Regions from separate parts of the Sus scrofa genome. Here region 1 is linked to region 2. Evidence: chromatin contacts called from public Hi-C data. All regions are on one chromosome and are shown on one strand. The core of a region is the stretch at or near the end of the contact, and the rest is flanking DNA. Distances in the headings are between cores, read along the strand shown.

What was found. Hi-C and Micro-C count contacts between places; a contact is called where the count stands out from the background.
Region 1: a Hi-C map of liver shows a contact between it and region 2, with 2.1 times the contacts expected there. The contact joins the enhancer-like site here to the promoter of INMT in region 2. A contact is called at or near these places in 2 of 5 promoter capture datasets (fetal liver and liver), 26 of 47 Hi-C or Micro-C datasets (alveolar macrophages, brain, embryonic fibroblasts and 15 more) and 2 of 2 datasets of contacts at active chromatin or transcription factors (alveolar macrophages and skeletal muscle).

The regions. Positions count from the first base shown.
Region 1 is chr18:42,305,561-42,308,797 of Sscrofa11.1, forward strand. No RefSeq gene overlaps it. Among named protein-coding and RNA genes, the nearest start is that of CRHR2, 41 kb to the left of the region's middle. Within about 2 kb of position 1,416, at least 5 of the 83 cell types and tissues checked have an H3K27ac peak or open chromatin away from gene starts, as enhancers often do. A contact at or near this core is called in liver, where this site is marked.
Region 2 is chr18:42,211,980-42,215,653 of Sscrofa11.1, forward strand. It overlaps INMT (indolethylamine N-methyltransferase), which reads left to right and starts at 1,356. Exons shown (of 3, transcript NM_001244733.1): 1 at 1,356-1,563; 2 at 3,306-3,513. The coding sequence starts at 1,413. It also overlaps the pseudogene LOC106506831.

The DNA.
Region 1 (3,237 bases), core at 166-2,665, 94 kb after region 2:
TCACAGCAACACCAGATCTTTAACCCACTGAGCAAGGCCAGGATCGAACACACAACCTCATGGTTCCTAGTTGGATTCGTTAAACACTGAGCCACAACAGGAACTCCAGTGATTGAGTTTTAAGACTCAACTTAACAAATGCAGACACTGGCTGGAAAAATTCTACTTGGGCTCCCTTCGGCACCAAGTCTTGAACGTTAAAGAGGAGGGGAGAGGAGTTTCTTTGCGGCACAGTGGAAACCAGCCCAACCAGTATCCATGAGGACATGGGTTCGATCCCTGGCCTCTCTCAGTGGGTTGGGGATGTGGTGTTGCCGTGAGCTGTGGTGTGGGTCACAGACACAGCTCGGACACTGCGTTGTTGTGACTGTGGTGTAGGCCGGCAGTAACAGCTCAGATTTGACCCCCTAGCCTGGGAACCTCCATATGCAGCCCAAGAAAATAAAAATTAAAAAAAAAAAAAGAGGAGGGGAGAGAGCCTTGGCTCCCAGAAGGAGCTTCCCAGCCGCAAGCTCAAGAAACTTCCATTAGGTTCAGCCTCAGGCAGAGGTGCAGAGGGCTAGAGCAGGGCTATCGCAGCTGGATTCTAGAAAAGTCAGGCCAGGAATCTGCTGTACTTGGTTTCCAGCACAGAGGGCACGGCCACACCCACCCCCGTCCAGCAAGATCGGGCTCCTTCAGTAGGACCATCCAGGGAAAGTGAAAACCCACCGCCCTCTTCCCCGCCTCTACCCCTGCTGGCCTCATTGTCTCACTGGATATAAGGTCCTTATAAATTCACTTCCTCAAAGGGAGAGCAAGCAGTCCAGCACTTCACATGGCAAGAAAGTGCACAATGATGCAAAAGTAGGGGAAACAGCTTCTGCAGGATCCCCTCGGGCCCATCATTGCCCCTGCCCCCAACACGCACAATCACACCATCTGGGCTCCCCCTGAGCAGATTGAGAGCCGCACAGGCGTGCTCACTCCAGCAGCCCCCTTATCTTGGAAATCCACCTACGTGTGACCCAAGCCCGGGTCTCCCCTATCCAGGGTTCACAGCTGTATCTCTGGCCAGCTTGATTTTTAGATTTTAAAAATCAAAAATCAAGCTTTTTTTATTTAACGCAAGAGCCACCACCCCACCCCTGTGGGCCCAACACAGGTCTGTCTGCTTTCTGAAGTTCTGCTGATGGAGGGCTTTTTTCTTCCTTCCTTCCTACCCTTCTTCCTTCCCTTCTTTCTCTTCCTTCCTTCCTTCCTAAATGAGGACACAGTTTCTTTAACAGTAAAGGATCATCGGCTGCAGGTTATACAAATTGCACACAGTGACACCACCTGTGCGTCAGAGTCGATTTGCCTGTGGACACATCTGCCCCCAGAGTCTATCCTTTGCTATGACAATACCTCACCAGCAGGAAATGACATTGTCAGGAAAACGAAAATGGTCAGATTCTGAACACAACTATGAACAAACAGAGGGCAGTCAGGCCACGGACAGGAGCCTCCCACTCAACCAGCTCTGACGGCAGCTCCAAGCGGCGGAGGAGGAGATATTACTCAGCTGTTTCATGGACAGACTCATTAAAACCTCAAGTCATTCTGTTCAACCAGCTTTCAGAAATGGAAACAGGCCCTCAAGGAGACTAGCCGAAGAACTGAGTGACTCAGGTGGCAACTCAGTTGTCCCCTCTCCAAGCGAGAGCCCTGCCTACGGTTCCTTATATAATTCTCTTAGTTCTCACAGCCCCGTACATCAGACAGCTTGTGTTGCTTTATGCCCTAAATGTTTGGATCATCGAGTCAGTTCTGACATATGCCCTAACCTGGGCAAAAGAATCTTCACAAATGATGCCTAAATGGTTTTGGTAAATCCATATATCAAGGCAAACAGGAATGCACTGAATATGACGCCAAGTAAAAACTGTAGGCATTTTGGGGGAAATACTCCAAATGGGCTAATGTTGAACAGTGGACAAGAGGTAAGAGTAGGAAGATGAGAAGGGCCAGATGAGAGAGAGAGAAGGAAATTTTAGCTAGATAGGGCACTAAGTAAAATCAGTGGCTAAAAGCAGAAACAGGTTTGTGGAATCAGAAAATACTAGTTCTGTGGTCTAGTGGTCCATGAGCAGTCTTCTTGCCCCTCCTTCACCTCCTCTCTATTGCTGGCGCCCTCCTCAGACAGAGGTCTGCAGAAACAGCTTCTGTTGAAACAAGTCATGGCTGAGAAAACCAGACTTCCTAACGTGGCCGAGAATCTGCTTTTACAAACTCCAAAGTGTAGGGCGAAAAGGAAAAGTCTTGAGCTGCAGGGTGAGGTTATGCACAGGTAAGCATTTCCTGATGGGAGCACAACGTTTCGCCTTTGGAGAAGGTGACTGGGGAATGCTCAGGTGCAGTGCGGATGGTGACAAGGACAGGAAGGAAGTTGTAGGCTCCTCCAGCAGCCCTGTCCCTTACAGACCTAGGAGTCTGTCCAGTTAGCTGCAAAGCCAACTGCAAGACTCTAAGGGACTGAGTGATCCAGCCGCTCTCAGCTCAGGCTCTGCCATGGTGGTTGCGAGAGCTCAGGCTCTTCCTGCCCTTGGCGAGGGACGTTTCCCTGGCTGTCAGAGAACACGTGCATTTTCTCATTCACCAGCGCTGAGTCCTCCGGGGCACTTCTCAAGGGCAAGGTTTTCGTAGCCCCTTCCAGCTGCCCTTTCTGGAGTCATCTTCATCTCCAGTCACAAGAGGGACAAACTGGCAGAGCACAGAGGGCAGCTTAGTGTATGATCATGTACTCTGACCTTGGTTCAAAACTGGTTCTGCCTCCTACTAGCTGGGTGAACCCGTAAAGATTCTGTTTCCTTTTCCTTTCATGTAAAAGGACGGTAATGAAACTTAAATTATGGTAAGGGTAAAAAGAGAGAACATATAGGACCCCCCTTAGAACACAGCCTGGCACGTGGTAGGCACCCAACACATGTGCCTTTCTCCCTGTAAACACTGTGCTACAGCCCCTGAGGTCCTGGGGAACCCGGCAGGCCAGCCTATGGGGCAGAGGAGAGGAATTCACCCCCCCAACACGAGGCAAAGAGAGCTGGATGTGAGCCAGAGAGCACACTTACAGTCACCTCGGCGGAGCGACACAGAAACAATGGCCACTAAACTCATCTCTTCTGGAAACTTTGGCCTTGACAACTTTTGACTCCTTTTGTCATTAGAAACTTCCTTCAGAAGACCCTTCCCTACCCCCCAGGGGTTTCAGGCTCTTTA
Region 2 (3,674 bases), core at 106-2,605:
ATGCGGGCCTCAGTTTCACCCTAGGAGCCCATTCTGAACCTCAGAACCAGAATCTATATTTAGCTGGGTCCCCAGGGGAGTCCTGGGTACACTAGTTTGAGCAGCACAGCTAAGGGACCCAGATAGGCTGTGATGGAAGGAGAATAAGGTTTGGAGCTGGTCTTTAGTTTGGCTTTGGACACTGGCTTGAATCTGAACCTAGACCCCGTCACTTGCTGTCAGCACCCCTTGAGGATAAGGCCCTTCACCTTCAGCTTCCTCTTCTCTACAGACTGTTATGAAGATGGCAGAGGCCCAGGGTGGGGGACACGCCTGGCACACATTACAGGCCAGGGCTCCACACTTGCCCAGTTGCAAAACACACTAGAGTTTGCTGCCTGAAATCTCTGCTCTTAGGTACATTTTTTGAAAGTGATTTGGCAACACTTTTTTTTATATAAAACTTCTTGAGACTTTTTCCTACAGCTGCATATGAATCCACTTTGCAGATTCATATGCAGCTGTAGGAAATAAAACAGAGAGATCCATGTATGCTTTACCAACTTTCTCCAGTAATAGCATCTTTAAAATGTAGTAAATACCACAGTCAGGATATTGTCACTGATATAACCCACTGCTTCCATTAGCATTTCCGTTTTATGGGCATTCCTGTTTGTTCTGTATGTGAGTCTGTGTGTGCACCAAAGTTCTATGCAATTTTAGAGTTTCTCTTGATGAATGCTAACACTTTTTAAATGGTTTGTATAAATAGAGCCTTCCCAGCCTTCTCAGGGTTCCTACCCAAGTTTACTTCTGCCCTCAAAACATGAAGGGTTGGTTAAGAAAATAAACAGGATTAAAGATAGAGGAAATATTTAACTAGGTTCAGGACAAACTCTTTTCAAGAGCAAGGTCACTGACCTAGTCAGTGAAATTTTAGCCATCCCTGAATCCTGTTTTTCACCCTCAGGGGTCTATCTGCTCTGGTTTTTGTTTTCCCACCAAACTCAAAAAGGGAAGAATCCTTGCCCTATTCTAGAAGCTTGGTCTCTTTCTGTATTTCTGTCTCTCACTCTCTCTGCCTATTTCTTTCTTGTTCTCTCTGTGTTCTTTCCAGCTGTTTCATTCTCTCTACACCCAACCCCCATGAGCAGAACCTACACTCAAAATATCACCTCTCAGGAACCAAGAACTGAGGACCTCCCAGAGGATATTGGCCACCCTATTGCACTCTCCATTCCTGATAATTACTAATAAGATAAACTCCAGCCAGAAAGGCTAACACCATGGCCTGACTCCAACTTTGTGGAATCCAAGCTCCTCCCTGGAGGGAGGGTCTGGTCTTATGTAACGCCTAACGGGCAGGGCCTGGGAGAGGAGGGAGGATATAACGGCACGGCAGCAGGGGAGACACAGCCAGATCCCCAGCCAGAATGGAGGGCAAGCTGTACAGAGGAGAGGACTACAAGGAGTTTGACTCCCAGGACTACTTAAAGACCTACTACACCTTTGATTCAGGCACCGTGGCTGAAAATGAAATCCTGAAATTTAACCTGAAAAACCTCTTCCAAACCTTCTCTTCAGGTGAGTGGCTGGAACCCATCTAGGAAGCCAGGGTGGGCATGCACCTGACAGGAAGTGCTGCTGGTGGCAGGGGACCTGCCCTCTGGGACCCTGCACACCAAGGATGCTGCAAAGGCAGCCCAGCCTGTGAACCCAATGAGTGCCTCTGCTAAGTGGCCACTCAGTGCAGGGCAGCCTGAGCCTGGAGGGCAAGAGCCAGGCTTGAGTCCGTGATAGTCCGCCTCGGTTTCTTCACCTGGGAAATGGGAAGGTGACTCCGGACCTCTGGAGCCTCCTTGCAGCAGGCTCATGCTTGGGGGAAAAGAGACAACAGACAAGAACACACTGCCTGCATCTGACCAGCTCTGTCTGTCTTCCCTTAAAGCCAGGCTTCATAGTCTGGCATCATGAATCCCTTTGAAGATATGATGAAGGAGCTGCCGTTGTAGCTCAGCAGGTTAGGAACCCAACTAGAACCCCTGAGGTGGCGGGTTCAATCCCTGGCCTTACTCAGTGGGTTAAGAATCTGACATTGCCCTGAGCTGTGGTACAGGTCACAGACATAGCTTGGATCTGCGTTGCTGTGCCTGTGGCATAGTGTGGCATAGGCCAGCAGCTGCAGCTCAGACTCAACCCCTAGCTGGGAACTTCCACATGCCCCATGTGTGGCCCTAAAAAAGCAAAAAAAAAAAAAAAAAAAAAAAAAAAAAGGAAAATACGATGAAAGCTCTGCTACCTACTTGTGCGGTCACACGCAAGCATGCATGCACACACACATACACTCCTAATCTTTTACTCAGAAGGAAGTTCATGGATACCCACAGCCACACCACAGAGCTCAGTTTACAAACCCCTTCTCTGGGGCGGCAGGCCAGGTGACCAGCAGAGACTATCGCCCAGGTTCCTCAGTGCACGCAAGGGGATGCTGAGGTCGGAGAGAGTGAGGAGGCTGGCCCGCTCAGACTGCCAGCAAGTAGCAAGAGCAAAACTAACATCAGTTAAGTCAGGGCTGCCACACACAGATCGGCAGGGGAGGGGGTGCCGTTCTGAGCAAGTAGGAGTTAGTCACTCAATAAACCTTGCCTAATCATGTAATCAGAGCCAAGGAAGGTTTATCAAGCAACATCCACAGAAATACAGAAGAGATCAAGCTTAATGCTCACACAGAAATCTGAGGAGACTTCCTAGAGCAGCGGCTGCCACTAGGCCTTGAAACATGGACAGGTGGGACTGAAGGAGCACAGAAGGCAGGAAGTGGGAAGAAGACGGCAGTGAACCTAGTGCTACTCTGAGGCTAAATCCTTCCCCCTAACTCATCACAGGATCCCCTTGCCTTCCCTGAGGGGCTCAGCCAAGTTAGAACCCACTGGTTGAGGTCTCAGTCTTTAGCCAAGGCTCTGTGCCCTGCAGCAAGGAGCAGGGAGGGCAGCTGGTGGTGGGGGTCTCTCTCACCATTGCTTTAAACCCAGAGTCAGAAGCCTGCTGAAAACAAACAAACCAGCTCCCATGGGAAGTCCACCTGCACCCTGCCCAGAAGTGCAGAACTGGTCCTGGGGCAGCAGAGGGGACTTGGAATCTGCCATGCTGTATGCCACCCACCAGCTGTCACCCCCCTGAACCCCAGGTGTGGCAGTCTGGTCACTCCCTCCCTGACCAAGTGGCAAATCCTGGGGAAGGGCAGAGCTGGCATCTCCATCTACTCCAGGTGGGCATAGAGGTGGCTGTCCCCCCACCCCAGACCCGGCATGTGCTGTCTCCCGCAGGAGGAGTGGGAGGGGACATCCTGATTGACATTGGCACAGGCCCCACCATCTACCAGCTGCTCTCCGCCTGTGAGGTCTTCCGGGAGATCATCGTCTCCGACTACACAGACCAGAACCTCCGCGAGGTGGAGAAGTGGTTGAAGGAGGAGCCGGGAGCCTACGACTGGTCCCCAGCCGTGCAATACGTGTGTGAGCTGGAGGGAGACAGGTACCCACGGCCACCTCCCTTCTCAGGCCAGGTCACCCACCCTGCAGGACAGAGCCTGCGCCTGCAACCTGCTTCACCTGCCGCCCCCGCAGGCTCCTCCTCACCCTCACCCACCTGGGTCGCAGAGGCCCAGAGCATGGCCCTCTCTGAGCCAGTCCCAC